Linked DNA regions of Sus scrofa: region 1 is linked to region 2. A link is a contact called in public Hi-C data. All regions are on one chromosome and are shown on one strand. The core of a region is the stretch at or near the end of the contact, and the rest is flanking DNA. Distances in the headings are between cores, read along the strand shown.

What was found. A called contact is a pair of places that touch in the nucleus more often than the background predicts.
Region 1: a Hi-C map of skeletal muscle shows a contact between it and region 2, with 3 times the contacts expected there. The contact joins two enhancer-like sites. A contact is called at or near these places in 2 of 47 Hi-C or Micro-C datasets (epiblast stem cells and skeletal muscle).

The regions. Positions count from the first base shown.
Region 1 is chr15:47,990,474-47,996,433 of Sscrofa11.1, forward strand. No RefSeq gene overlaps it. Among named protein-coding and RNA genes, the nearest start is that of FGFR1, 60 kb to the right of the region's middle. Within about 2 kb of position 3,663, at least 24 of the 83 cell types and tissues checked have an H3K27ac peak or open chromatin away from gene starts, as enhancers often do. A contact at or near this core is called in skeletal muscle, where this site is marked.
Region 2 is chr15:47,874,057-47,880,078 of Sscrofa11.1, forward strand. No RefSeq gene overlaps it. Among named protein-coding and RNA genes, the nearest start is that of TACC1, 16 kb to the left of the region's middle. Within about 2 kb of position 2,550, at least 6 of the 83 cell types and tissues checked have an H3K27ac peak or open chromatin away from gene starts, as enhancers often do. A contact at or near this core is called in skeletal muscle, where this site is marked.

The DNA of each region.
Region 1 (5,960 bases), core at 2,413-4,912, 120 kb after region 2:
AATTATACACTTCAAACGGGTGACTTGTATAATAATATGGATTATACCTCAACAAAGCTGCTACATTAGAAAAAGTTTACTGGAATTCCCGTCGTGGTGCAGTGGTTGACAAATCCGACTAGTAGCCACGAGGTTGTGGGTTCGATCCCTGGCTTTGCTCAGTGGGTTAAGGATCCAGTGTTGCCGTGAGCTGTGGTATAGGTCGCAGACGCAGCTTGGATCCCGCATTGCTGTGATTCTGGTGTAAGCTGGCAGGCACAGCTCCGATTAGACCTCTAGCCTGAGAACCTCCAAAGTGGTGGAAAGCAGCCCTAGAAAAGGCAAAAAGACAAAAAAAAAAAAAAAAAAAGTTTACAGTGAACATAATTTTTTTCTTACAATTTGATATTGATTTCAGCTATGCCAACCTTTGAGATGTCTTCTTTTCTAGCATAGCTCTTTTTCACCTTGTTTATGCTCAAATCAACTACTTTTCAAGAGCACTTACTGATCTCATTTTCCTTTCAAGCCCACAAAAAAAGGCACAGGATTTTTTTTTTCTTTAAAGTCTGAGTTTTTTTTTTTAATGACAAAAGTGATACATTGTTTAAAAATTCATACAATATGGAAATAGTGGGAGTTCCCATTGTGGCTCAGCAAGAACCCGACTAGTACCCATGATGATTCAGGTTTGATCCCTGGCCTTGATCAGTGGGTTGGGGATCCAGTGCTGCCTCGAGTTGTGGTGCAGGTTACAGACGTGGTTCAGATCCCGCATTGCTGTGGCTGTGATGAAGGCCAGCAACTGCAGCTCTGATTCAACCCCTAGCCTGGGAACTTCCAGGTGTAGCCCTAAAAAGCACACAAATAAATAAAAGTATAGTAAACATCAAATATCTGCTCATAACCCTTTTCCCCAAATTGCCTATATAATATGTCGGTTTATAGCCTTCCTAAGTTTCAATGCAGATATAAATATGACATAATTCGCACAAATTTGATCATCCGAGTACACTGTTCTGAGATCTGCTATTTTCTTTGACATTCTATAGATTGCGTTCAATGACCAAACATTTGGAAATACACCATAATTTTTAATACGTGCGTAATATTCTATTGAATGAATAACCCCACAGTTACACTAGTCAACACCACACTAATGGATATTTAAGACCCCCACGTCTCTCCAGATCCCTCAGATCCTTCCAGATGTGGCTCACATCTTGTCTCTTCTGACAGTTTCCCAACTTCAACCCAGTAGAAGCAGTCTTTCATCATTCTGAATGCTTACTGCCTGAACTCTGAAGCTCATATTGTTTTCATTACAGTTTTCCCACCACTTTGGGGATTTAATGCATTCAGTCGGCCTCTCTTCAGCACCTTCCTTGCACCAGCCCTGCCGGATGCCCAGCCCACAGGAGCTCAGACCAGTGTTATATCTGCAACTAGACTGAGAACCCATCGCAGGCAGGTGTAAAGGGTACCTCCCTGTAGCTTGCAGTGTGGCTGCAGCCCAGGAGGCCTGCAGCAGATATTTCTGGATTCTTTGGTGAGTTGGAGGGTTGACAATAGTGTAGAGGGAGGGCTACTTTTCTCACCCCCATCCATATTAGTGCCGCTGAGTCTTTACCTGTGCCCCATGACCCGCCTATTCTATAAATTCACCACCCCTTCCTGCTCTGAGGTACTTCCCCTCTCACCAGGGAGGCAGCTCTGGCCCTATAATTTATCTCTGTGCCCTGTCTTCTTGGGAGCAGGACGTGCAGCCTGGCAGGTGCCTGATAACAAGCCCATTAAACCTCGGTCTCTGCTCTCCGCAAGCCCTCCCAGGCCCTCCGCAGTGTTTATCTTTCCTGCCCAGCAGTGGGGTGGATGACGAGGGTCTACCTCGGAGTGGGGAAGGCAGGAAAGAGACTGTACCTGGAGCCCGGGTCACCTGAACAACAGGACAACAGGAACTGCACACAGCATGGCGTTCCCCCCTCCTGAGGACCAGAGTTGGACTAAAGTTAATAAAAAACCAGATCCTCATATCTACCGTCATTCCTCCAACACACACACACACACACACACACACACACACACACACACACACGAACCTCCTTCCCTGGCTCCCTGACAAGTAAGGTAAAAGCCAAGGAAATTACCTCGTATGAGGGAACCGGGCTAGGTGGTCCCCAATCCCTCATGGTGCAATTTGAAAGTATCAGGCAGGACTAACTCCCTGGCCACCTGTCACCGAGTTCTCATTCAGGGTCGTTTTCCGAGATGGCCCCAAAGTCTCCTTTGGAGGAGCAGTTATTGGGCAGCCCTTCACGGCATTTAGAATTTCTTTTGCTTTTTCCTTTTCTTTCCTGGCTGCCCCAGGGCATGTGGAGTTTCCAGTCCAGGGATCTGCTGTTGTGACCTACGCTGAGCCTGAGCAACACCAGATCCTTTAAGCCACTGTGCTGTGCTGGGGATAGAACTTGTGTCCCTGCATTCCAGTGATACCACCAACCCCTTGTGCCACAGCAGGAACTCTGCTTCATGGAATTTAATGCTCTTCTGTTAATTTAATTCTCTTGGATTAATGCTGCTTCATGGCATTTAATGCTCTTCTATTGATTTAATGCTCTTCCATTGCCATCTTGAGATTCTAAATGATTTTTTTAGAGAAAGCGATCCTGCCTTTTCATTGTGTGCTGGGCCCCACAAGTTATGAAGCTGGTCCTCTTGATCTGTAGGGTGCAAGATTCTTCAGGAAGAGGATGCAGGATGCTCTTGAGTGGGGAGAGGGGGCAGGTGAGTGCTGAAGGGCTGTCATAATGGAAAATAATCTGAATATATATATATATGAATATATATCTGGGTCGCTTTGCTGTATACCTGAAACTAATACAATATTGTAAATCACCTATACTTCAATTTTAAAAGAAAGCGCTCCATACCTCCCAGCTCCAAGTGGATGTAGGCGTGTGAGATGGCTCATCTCCATGTTCCTATGTCTCTGTCCATCCACCAGGCCCTGGGCTCAGTCACCAGAGTAATAACAAAGTCAATTCTAGGGAACCTGCTGCAATTGACCCAGGTACCTTACGGCCACAGCAAACCGGGACTGGGAGTCCCAGTTTCGCTAGGGCTAAGCACAGTCCCCCCACACACACACCGCCCCACCTCTGTCCCAGGGAGCGCAAGTAAGACTCCCTGTGAGCAAGTAAGACTCCCTGTGATCCTGAGCCCCAGGAGGGAGCAGAGAATTCACTCCCAACCTCACTCCCAGCAAAGGCCCGCTCCCGCCCTAGGAAAACCAGCACTTTATTAAGGCAGAGAGTAAGAGTGAGCAGGCAAGAGGCAGGTCTCAGACTCCTTTGCATTCCAGTGTCAAGCTCAGACCTCTGGTAGGAAAGAAGGAAGGAAGGAAACCCTCCTGTCTTCTAATCTCCTCCAAAACAGCCTGTAAGATTCCACCAATTTACTGCATTTCTTAAGGACCTTTTGGCCTTGAGAAGCCCTAATAACATTCAGATATTCATGGCAATCTGTGAACTTTCTTCCAGGGAGAAAAAGGGTGGTGCTGGGAGTCTGGTGAACCAGAAGGACGACAGGGAGGAGGGGGAGAGGCAGCGATGACAAATACAACTGCCCTGGAAGGAACACACCAGTGGCCACAGTAGCGAGAGGCCCTGCGCCGTCACTTGTGGCTGCAGAGCAGATGGACGCGGCTCCAAGTGGCTTCCGAGTAACCGCTTGCAGAGTTCTGTTTGTCCTAAGCTCCTTCCTGCCCCAGCTCCCCGCTGTCCTGGACCGTGAGTCCCCCTCCCTTCCTGAGCAACTAAAAAGCCGGACCTCCCTTCCAGGAAGGTTAGAAGCAAAGCTGAGGAGGGGCTGGCTGCGCTGCCGCGAAGTGTCCGCAGCCCGGCCTTCCAGCCCCTCTTCCCAGCACCCGGCCCCGCCCACTTAGCCCCCCCCCCGCCCCTCGGGCCCGGCCGCGCGGAAACAGGCCCCTCCGCTCGTCCCACCGCAGAAGGGGCAGCGGGAGAGGGGAGGCCTGGAGGGCCTGCCCTGCCCTCACACACTCCCTAGAAACCCCATCCCGCTCCACAGAATGTGACCTCATTAAGAGGACCTGCTGGAAAGAGGATTAGGCCTCACAGCGAGTTCCCATCATGTGGTTGTTATTATCAGTCGTTTTCATCATAATTCAGAACTCGTAAGTAATTTGGAACTGGTGCCCTGTCGCCAGCTGCAGCCGCCCCGGCATCAGCTGATCAGCGTCAGGCTCCCGCACACCTACATTCCGGCTTTGAAGCCGAAGAGCTCATGGATTCGTCAAGTGCTCGGCCCTAGACTGCCTCCCTCCACGTGGCGCTTCCCCTCCCCCAGAAGGGGGCTCACTTGCTGGTGGTCGTCAAAGCCTACTGAGGGCGTGGGGCCAGAGCTGGGCCTAGTAGTGGGGGCAGGGGCATCTGAAGGGGGTGGGGGAGGGGAAGCAAGGGGAGCCCAAGACTCTTTCCACCTTAAGCACATGCCTCTGCTCCCCTGCCTGGTCCTTCATCGCCTGGAAGTCTCCTTGTATCTGCCCCCAAAGCAGCAAAAACCATTTTTCTGTGAATCCCAGGGACCAAGGTGGTCTTACCTGCCCCCCCACCCTAACTCCTCCTAGACCTGAGGGGTAAGGTTCATGCACCTCAGTTCCTCTTCATACCTGGTGCTGTGACCAATCAGAGGGCGAAATCCAGCATCCTGCATCCTCTCCCTCCCGCCCCAGTCTGGAATAGTCTCCTGGGATGACCCTTAGCATGGGGGATAGTTCAGCCAGGTGAAGGCCCCTAGCTAGGAGGAGCTCATCCTGGGACTGGAAGGGGTTCTGTTCTCACACTCAAGGCTGCGCTATGGGTCATGGCCCCCCGGGGCCCAGCTACCTTCTCGCCCATCGGTTTGTCCATTCAGGGGCTGGGATGGACATCTGCTGAGACTTACTCCAGGCCAGACTGAGGACAGCAGACCCACCCATCCCCAGCTGAGCTCCCAGACTGGGGAGGAGATAAGGAGCAGGCTGGGTGGAAGTCATCCATTGTGTGGGAGGTCCCCACCTTTGCCCTCCAGGAGCTCAGAGTCTGCAAGCTGATGCAGTGTGATAAGGCTAGGAGGGGAGATCAGCAGCTAAGGGGGAGGGGGCACCTAAGCGGTGCTAAAGATGGGGGGAGGGATGAGGGGCAGAGGCCCAGCAGGACAGCAATGGAGGTCAGGCAGGAGGGGAGAACCCCTCTGCTCTAGGCGGAGTCCAGACAAGGTTGGGAAAGTAGCTGGTCAGAGCTGGAGGCTGCTGTCCTGGAGAAGCTGGCCTCCGTCTAGCGTGGGATGACAGATAACTGGACTAAAGCAACAGAGGGGCAGAGGGTGTGGATTTCAAGAGGAAGGAGAATGGACCGGACGTGGCGACTAATGGGTGTGGGCTACATGTGAAAAGGAAGACATCGAACTGACACCCGGCTTCGGGCTTGATTGGCTGGGAGGACAGCAGAGCAGTTGACCCAAGCAGGGAACATAGATGAGGGGCAGGACTGTGGGCATGATAAACAGTTCAGTTTTGAACTCACTGACTTTGAGGTGTTTGTGGGACAACCACAAGATGCTAGGAAGCTGTTGGATAGTGTTACAGATTTGGAAGACAGTGGCACACTGAAGTCCTACAAGTCCCTGAGGTCGTCCAGTTTGTAAATGACAACAAGGTTAAACCCCGGAGGAACACCATCATGATTGAAAGGAAAAGGAAGAGGAACTGGAGAAAAGCTGAAAGGACTGACCAAAGATAAAAGAAAAACCAGGGGAGATAGAATGAGTACGTTATGACTTTTTTGCATTTAACCAAAAAAGCCAATTCAAACTGGCCTAAATAATAACATTGATTTAAAGGTGCGTGTAATTGGAAATCCAGGGCCAAGACTAGCTTCAGGTTCAGTTTGTTCCAGCTGCTCAACAACGAAATCAAGGATCCA
Region 2 (6,022 bases), core at 1,300-3,799:
TAGAATATAATTGCAATGGGAGTTTGTGTAAGGGAGCAATCTGGGTGGGCTGGAGTAGGTGGCAGAGGGAGATTTCACTGGAGATGCAGGGGGCAATTGACGTGCTGTGGTTCTCTTTTTTCCTTTTGAAAGTAGTGATTAAAGATAACATGAAGAAATATAGAAAAGTGTACATATTCATTATAGAAAATTCGTAAAATAAAAAATAAAGAAGAAAATGCAAATCAGAGGTAATTGGACTCCCAGATGTTCGTCAACACATGGACTATTTAATTATAAACCGTAACAAGTGCTCTGAAGGAACAGATAAATAAGAGAATAAATAACGGAGGATCCTGCATACAGGAGGCCTCTCTGAGGATGTGACATTTAAACTGGGCTCTGAGGGCAAACAGAGGTTAAGAAAGGGAGAAACAAGCAGGTGTGGTTAAGGATATGTTTTTTAAAAAGGTAAATGAGGAGTTCCCGTTTGTGGTACAGCGGAAACAAATCCAACTAGTACCATGAGGATGAGGCTTCAATCTCTGGCCTCGCTCAGTGGGTCAGGAATCTGGAGTTGCCCTGAGCTGTGGTGTAGGTCACAGCTCGAATCCTGTTTTGCTGTGGCTGTGATGTAGCCACCTGTAGCCCCAATTCAACCCCTAGCCTGGGAACTTTCATATGCCATGGGTGCAACCTTAAAAAGCAAAGAGCAAAAAAAAAAAGGTAAACTATGACTCTATAGAAATATAAAATGAACATGTGCCAAAGATTTTATTTAACCATGAAATTATGAGGGAACCAGAAAGTTGTTACAACTGATTCAAAGGAGAATTCAAAGTATAACACTTATTCCTCAGGAATACTGGAATGAAATATAAACAGATGCCAAACTGCGTGCAAGAAAATTAGCTGTCTCTCCCCTGGACAGAATTCACTGGCATATAGAAAATTCACAGAATGCATTTGCATTATTCTCATCTATTTACAACTTATAGACTTGTAAACCAGCTCAGAGAAAAGGAAAAATGTAGATAACCGGGGTGGGTTACTAGTCAGGACACTCATGATTCCCCCATCCAGCCACCCACAGGTTTCAAAGTGTTTCCCAATTCTTCCTGACCCATGCAAATGCCCTAGGGAAAGAAAGAGCTTAACAGACTGAAAGAAGAGGATGTCCTTAGGGTGTAATAGCAGCAGAGCAGGTTGAAACACGGATCATGGTGTACATTCTGGGTTGTGGCTGGAGTTTTTCACTTGACAATAAAAGATAAACATTTCTCCATATCATTGAATATCTGCTGGAAGCTTTTTTTTTTTTTCTTCTCTTTTTAAGGCCACATAAGCAGCCCTGCAAGTTCCCAGGGGTCAATTTGACCCAGGGCTAGGGGTCAAATTTGGAACTGCAGCTGCAAGCTTACCCCAGGGCCAAGGCAACACCAGATTGGAGCCACATCTGCAAACTATGCCGCAGCTTGTGGCAACACTGGATCCTTAAACCACCGAGTGAGGTAAGGGGATCGAACCTGCACCCTTATGGAGACTATGTCAGGTTCTTAACCCACTGAGACAATAGGAACTCCTAAAGCATGGTTTTATAATAGCTGCACTATGTTCCCTTGTAATGGACTCTCCATTATGCATTCACTAACCTCCCACTCTTGACTATTTAACTGGTTATCATGTAATATTCTTCCCCCCCACCTCTTTGCTTTTTAGAACCATACCTGCAGCATATGGAGGTTCTCAGGCTAGGGGTCCAATCGAAGCTACAGCTTCCAGCCTACGCCACAGCCACAGCAATGCCAGATCCAGGCCTCATCTGTGACCCACACCAGAGCTCACAGCAACGCCAGATTCTTAACCCACTGAGTGAGGCCAGGGATCAAACCCATGGATCCTAGTTGGATTTGTTAACCACTGAGCCACAAAGGGAACTCCATCACTTAATATTCTTGTTCATGAATCTTTTGTTCTCACATATCTTTGATTATTTCCTTAGAATAGATTTCTATACCTAGGATCTCCAGTTCAAAGATTATTTTAAAAGCATAGATTAACAAAAGTTGCTTTCAAATGAAAGGCTATAGGAAAACATTGAGGCATGGAGAGGTAGAGGCTGGAGACCTGCTTTGAGACCAAGGTAAGTGGGAGGAGTGAGGTGAGAAGGATTTAAACCAGGCAGAGCAGTAGGGGGTGAAGGGGTCAGAAGTGAGAGCTGAGGAGAAGCACTGGGTTTGAGAGTCTGGGTGTGTTTACATCAAGGGCTGGCAGAAGAGCAGGTAGATGGCTCCAAGCCTTTGGGATTGCTTTTGCCTTAGACACATTTTGGAAACGGGCATATCTGGAGGAGAAACTAATTGGAGGAAAGAAGACACATTTATTTGGGGGTATGGAGGGTGTGGTATGCCCATTGGGCATGCTGGAGGTGGGGCAGAGTCTCTCAGGAGAGGTTAAGTTAGGGAGTCCTGCAGAGACGGCTAGTTACATCCTAGAGGAGATGGGGGAGTGGGAGGAGCCTGGGCAGAATCCCCACCCCCCAGGGGGCGCCCGAGGACCCTGCAAATAAGCAGCGAGAGGAGGGTGGGGAGGCATGTCTGGAAGGCAGTAGTTGACAATGTCTGGTGTTGCCATGAGGTCCGAAAGGACAGGGACTAAGAGGGGAAAACAAACAAACAACAAAAAAACACATTGTGTTTGGCCAGAAGTCACAATGACCCTGATGAGACGGTTCATAGAACTGCGGGGGCAAGAGTCCCCGGTTAAGGGAAGAGGAGATGGAGGCATTGAGTGTCGGCCACAGTGTGGAGGATTTTGGCAGCAAAAGGAACAGGAAAGTCTGGAAATCAGCTAGAAAGGAGGAGCGTCCAGCATGAGACGCCTGTGTCTTGACCTTATTCCAACCCAGCATCTTCCGGCCACCAGTCCACATCCCCGGCCGCAGTTTCCGCCGCTTATTTTTCAGCCTCGTCTTTTTTTTTTTTTTTTTTTTTTTTTCTTCAATGGCAGGGGACAGATGTGGCTTCATACCATAAGCAGGGAACACAGAGCTGGGCACATAGTAAGTGCTCGGTAAGGGTTGGTTACTGTTATTATTTTTTTTATTAATTACAAACCCTTAGGATCAAGGTATGCAAACAAAAGGGAAGAACAGGACGCCAAGGAAGGGGCAGGGGAATATAGGTGAGGTGACGAAGGCAGCATACATTTTCCTACCAGGGAATCGTCTGGAACACTATGGGCCATTTTTCTTTTTTATAGATCCGTTGGGAGTTCCCATTGTGGCTCAGAGGAAATGAATCCGACTAGCATCATGAGGATGCAGGTTGGATCCCTGGCCTTACTCAGGGGATTAAGGAACCCACGTTGCTGTAGCTGTAGTGTAGACCAGCAGCTACAGCTCCAATTCAACCCCTAGCCTGGGAACTTCCATATACATGGGTGTGGCCCTAAAAAGTGGGAAAAAAAAAAAAAAAAGAAAGAAAAAAAATCCGCTGTTGACTTAATTCTAGATACACTGTTTCTATAGGAGATGTCCTAAGGAGCTTGCATTTTGTCAGTTTGTGTGTAGTTTTACAACCCTTCTCAAGGATTTCTTTTTGCATCTCCTTCATAGTCTTGAGGTGGGTCTGAGTCTTAGGTCTGGCCCTGCCCCTTGGAACTGTGGGAAAGAACAAAGGACATCTCCCCCAGGGATGAGCTGGGGGAAGAGAAGGTGCAGGGCAAATAACCAAATGCCCAATGTGGGAGCAACTGCAGCAATTGCAAGCAAGGAATGTGGGAACCCAGGAGCCCAAGCCTTCAGGGCTATCTGTGGGAAGTCACAGCTCTTCATCAGTGAGGGTGATCTGGGCAGGACCAAAAGCCCAGGGAGTTCCGTCTGCAGGTGGAGATGAAGGGCTGAGGGATGGAGTGGGGTCGGAGAGCAACAGGTCCTACTTTTCCTATGGCAGGATGGCAGTTAATCCACACTACATCAGGGCTGTGCAGGGAAGATGCCGTTTATTTGTTTTGTCTCTAATTTTGCTGATCTTCCCCCGAGCCTTCTTCCCCCACCGATTAGGAGGCCAAAAAGTAACTAACTGTCCAATCTCATTTAAAGCTTCAATAACTTACACAGTCTTTTTGGGTAGAGTTCAGTGTCTCATGGATAAAAGATCCCTTCTCCTCCTTTTCACTCTAAGGTAGCCTCTGGGATACAGAGGAAGGGCTATGTGTGATTTATACAAAGGAGGGTCTCAGCTGTACCATCAGCATCCTTGGAGGGCCAGCAAGCTTTCCTGTGTCTGCCTGTGGGCTGCTTGCCCTCCTGGCCTTTTCCAGTGAAGCCAGGTTGCTGTTGAATATGCAACCTGGCCTCTCTTGGCTTGACCAGAGCTCTCAGCACTTCCAGATTTGACCCATCAATTCCAGAATTGACCTGGCTCTCCTGTGGCTGTGTGGCCCCTCAGAGGCCCCAGTGCCCGGATTCCACTCTGCAGCCCTGGCTACAGAATCACCCTTCCCAGTGATAACTCTGGTCTCTCTCCCAGCAGTTTCTTTTTAGTAGCCCGGTTGTTACAAAAGCTCACTGTTTCATTGCTTCATTTTATAACTGGGCTAAATGTCAGCCTTGGGGGAGGGAGGCAGAGAACCCATCTACTATTAAGGCTACTCAAATAATGAGAAACAAGGCCCCCAAATTCCTCTGCATTGACCGATGCTTCAGACCAAAGTGTTGGAACTGACCGGTTGTCCTGGCATCTGGTGGCGATGGCGTTTTTTTTTTTTTTTTTTTTTTTTTTGGCCAATCTGGAAACCTGAGCGGTCTTTTATTTCCAACCCTCTCAACTCTGCTCTCAATGAGTATGGAAAGTGTTGCATGTGGAAATTGCCTGGGCGACTGGGGGAAACGTTGCCAAAAGAGAAACTTTCCAGTTCTTAGCTTTCAAAGTGTGCACTGTGCCATATGTCATGAGGTAATACAGATTCTCTGAATGGGGGCGCCACCGCCAATGAAAGCAGCGACTCAACAGTCGGCAAATACAGTTCTAGTCAGTAATCAGAGGCAAAAGAAGAATTCCTAAGAAAGAGCAAAGGCACAGGCAACCAGAAGCAGCACAAAATGGAGGGGAGCTGCCCTCGGGCCCAGAGCTTCGTTTTGTTTAGGAGGGGAAAATAGGCTTGAAAGTGTTCCTGAAGGAGCAGTCTTCGTGTTAACTGATACCATCTGGAAATCAACAAAATTCAGATTTTATTTTTACAGATTTGTACCAAAACCCAGTTCCAGCCAGGGAACCTCAAATCTCCGAAGCCTCCAACAGGGCACTGAGATATAAATAATCAGTTAGCAAAAGCCGCCTTCAAAAATGACAGGCGAAGGTTGTTGTCTTCTCCTCTGTATTTAAATCAAGAGATGAGGTGAGATGTGACCAAGTGCATGGAGATATGATAGTCTGGTGATGCATTTTTAGTCATTTTTAACCCATAGATACCAGCCTCAGAACAGGCAGATTTTATCTTCGAGACCCTTCATTCCCCTTAAGTATCCCCTGTCCTCACTCTGACCCCCTTGTCCCCTCTCTGCTTCCTCCCCCCATCACAGTTCTCTCAGCAGATAATGATTTAATGGATTCGTTAGTCTTTTTCCTCAGCTACCCTAACTTTTCCCCATATTTGCTTTTTATTTATTTATTTTTCTTTTAAAGCCAAACCTGTTGCATATGGAAGTTCCCAGGCTACAGGTCTAATCAGAGCTGCAGCTGCCGGCCTACACCACAGCCACAGCAACGCCAGATCTGAGCCGTGTCTGCAATCTACACCACAGTTCACGATAACGCCAGACCCTCAACCCGCTGAGCAAGGCCAGGGATCGAACCTGCATCTTCATGGATATTAGTCGGGTTTATAACCACAACAGAAACTCCCATATTTGCATTTTTTAAAAAATTTATGGCTGCATTTGCAGCATGTGGAAGTTCCTGGGCCAGGGACTGAATCTGAGCCACAGCTGCAACACCAGACCTTTTAAACCATTGCGCCAGTGCAGGAATCAAACCTGCAT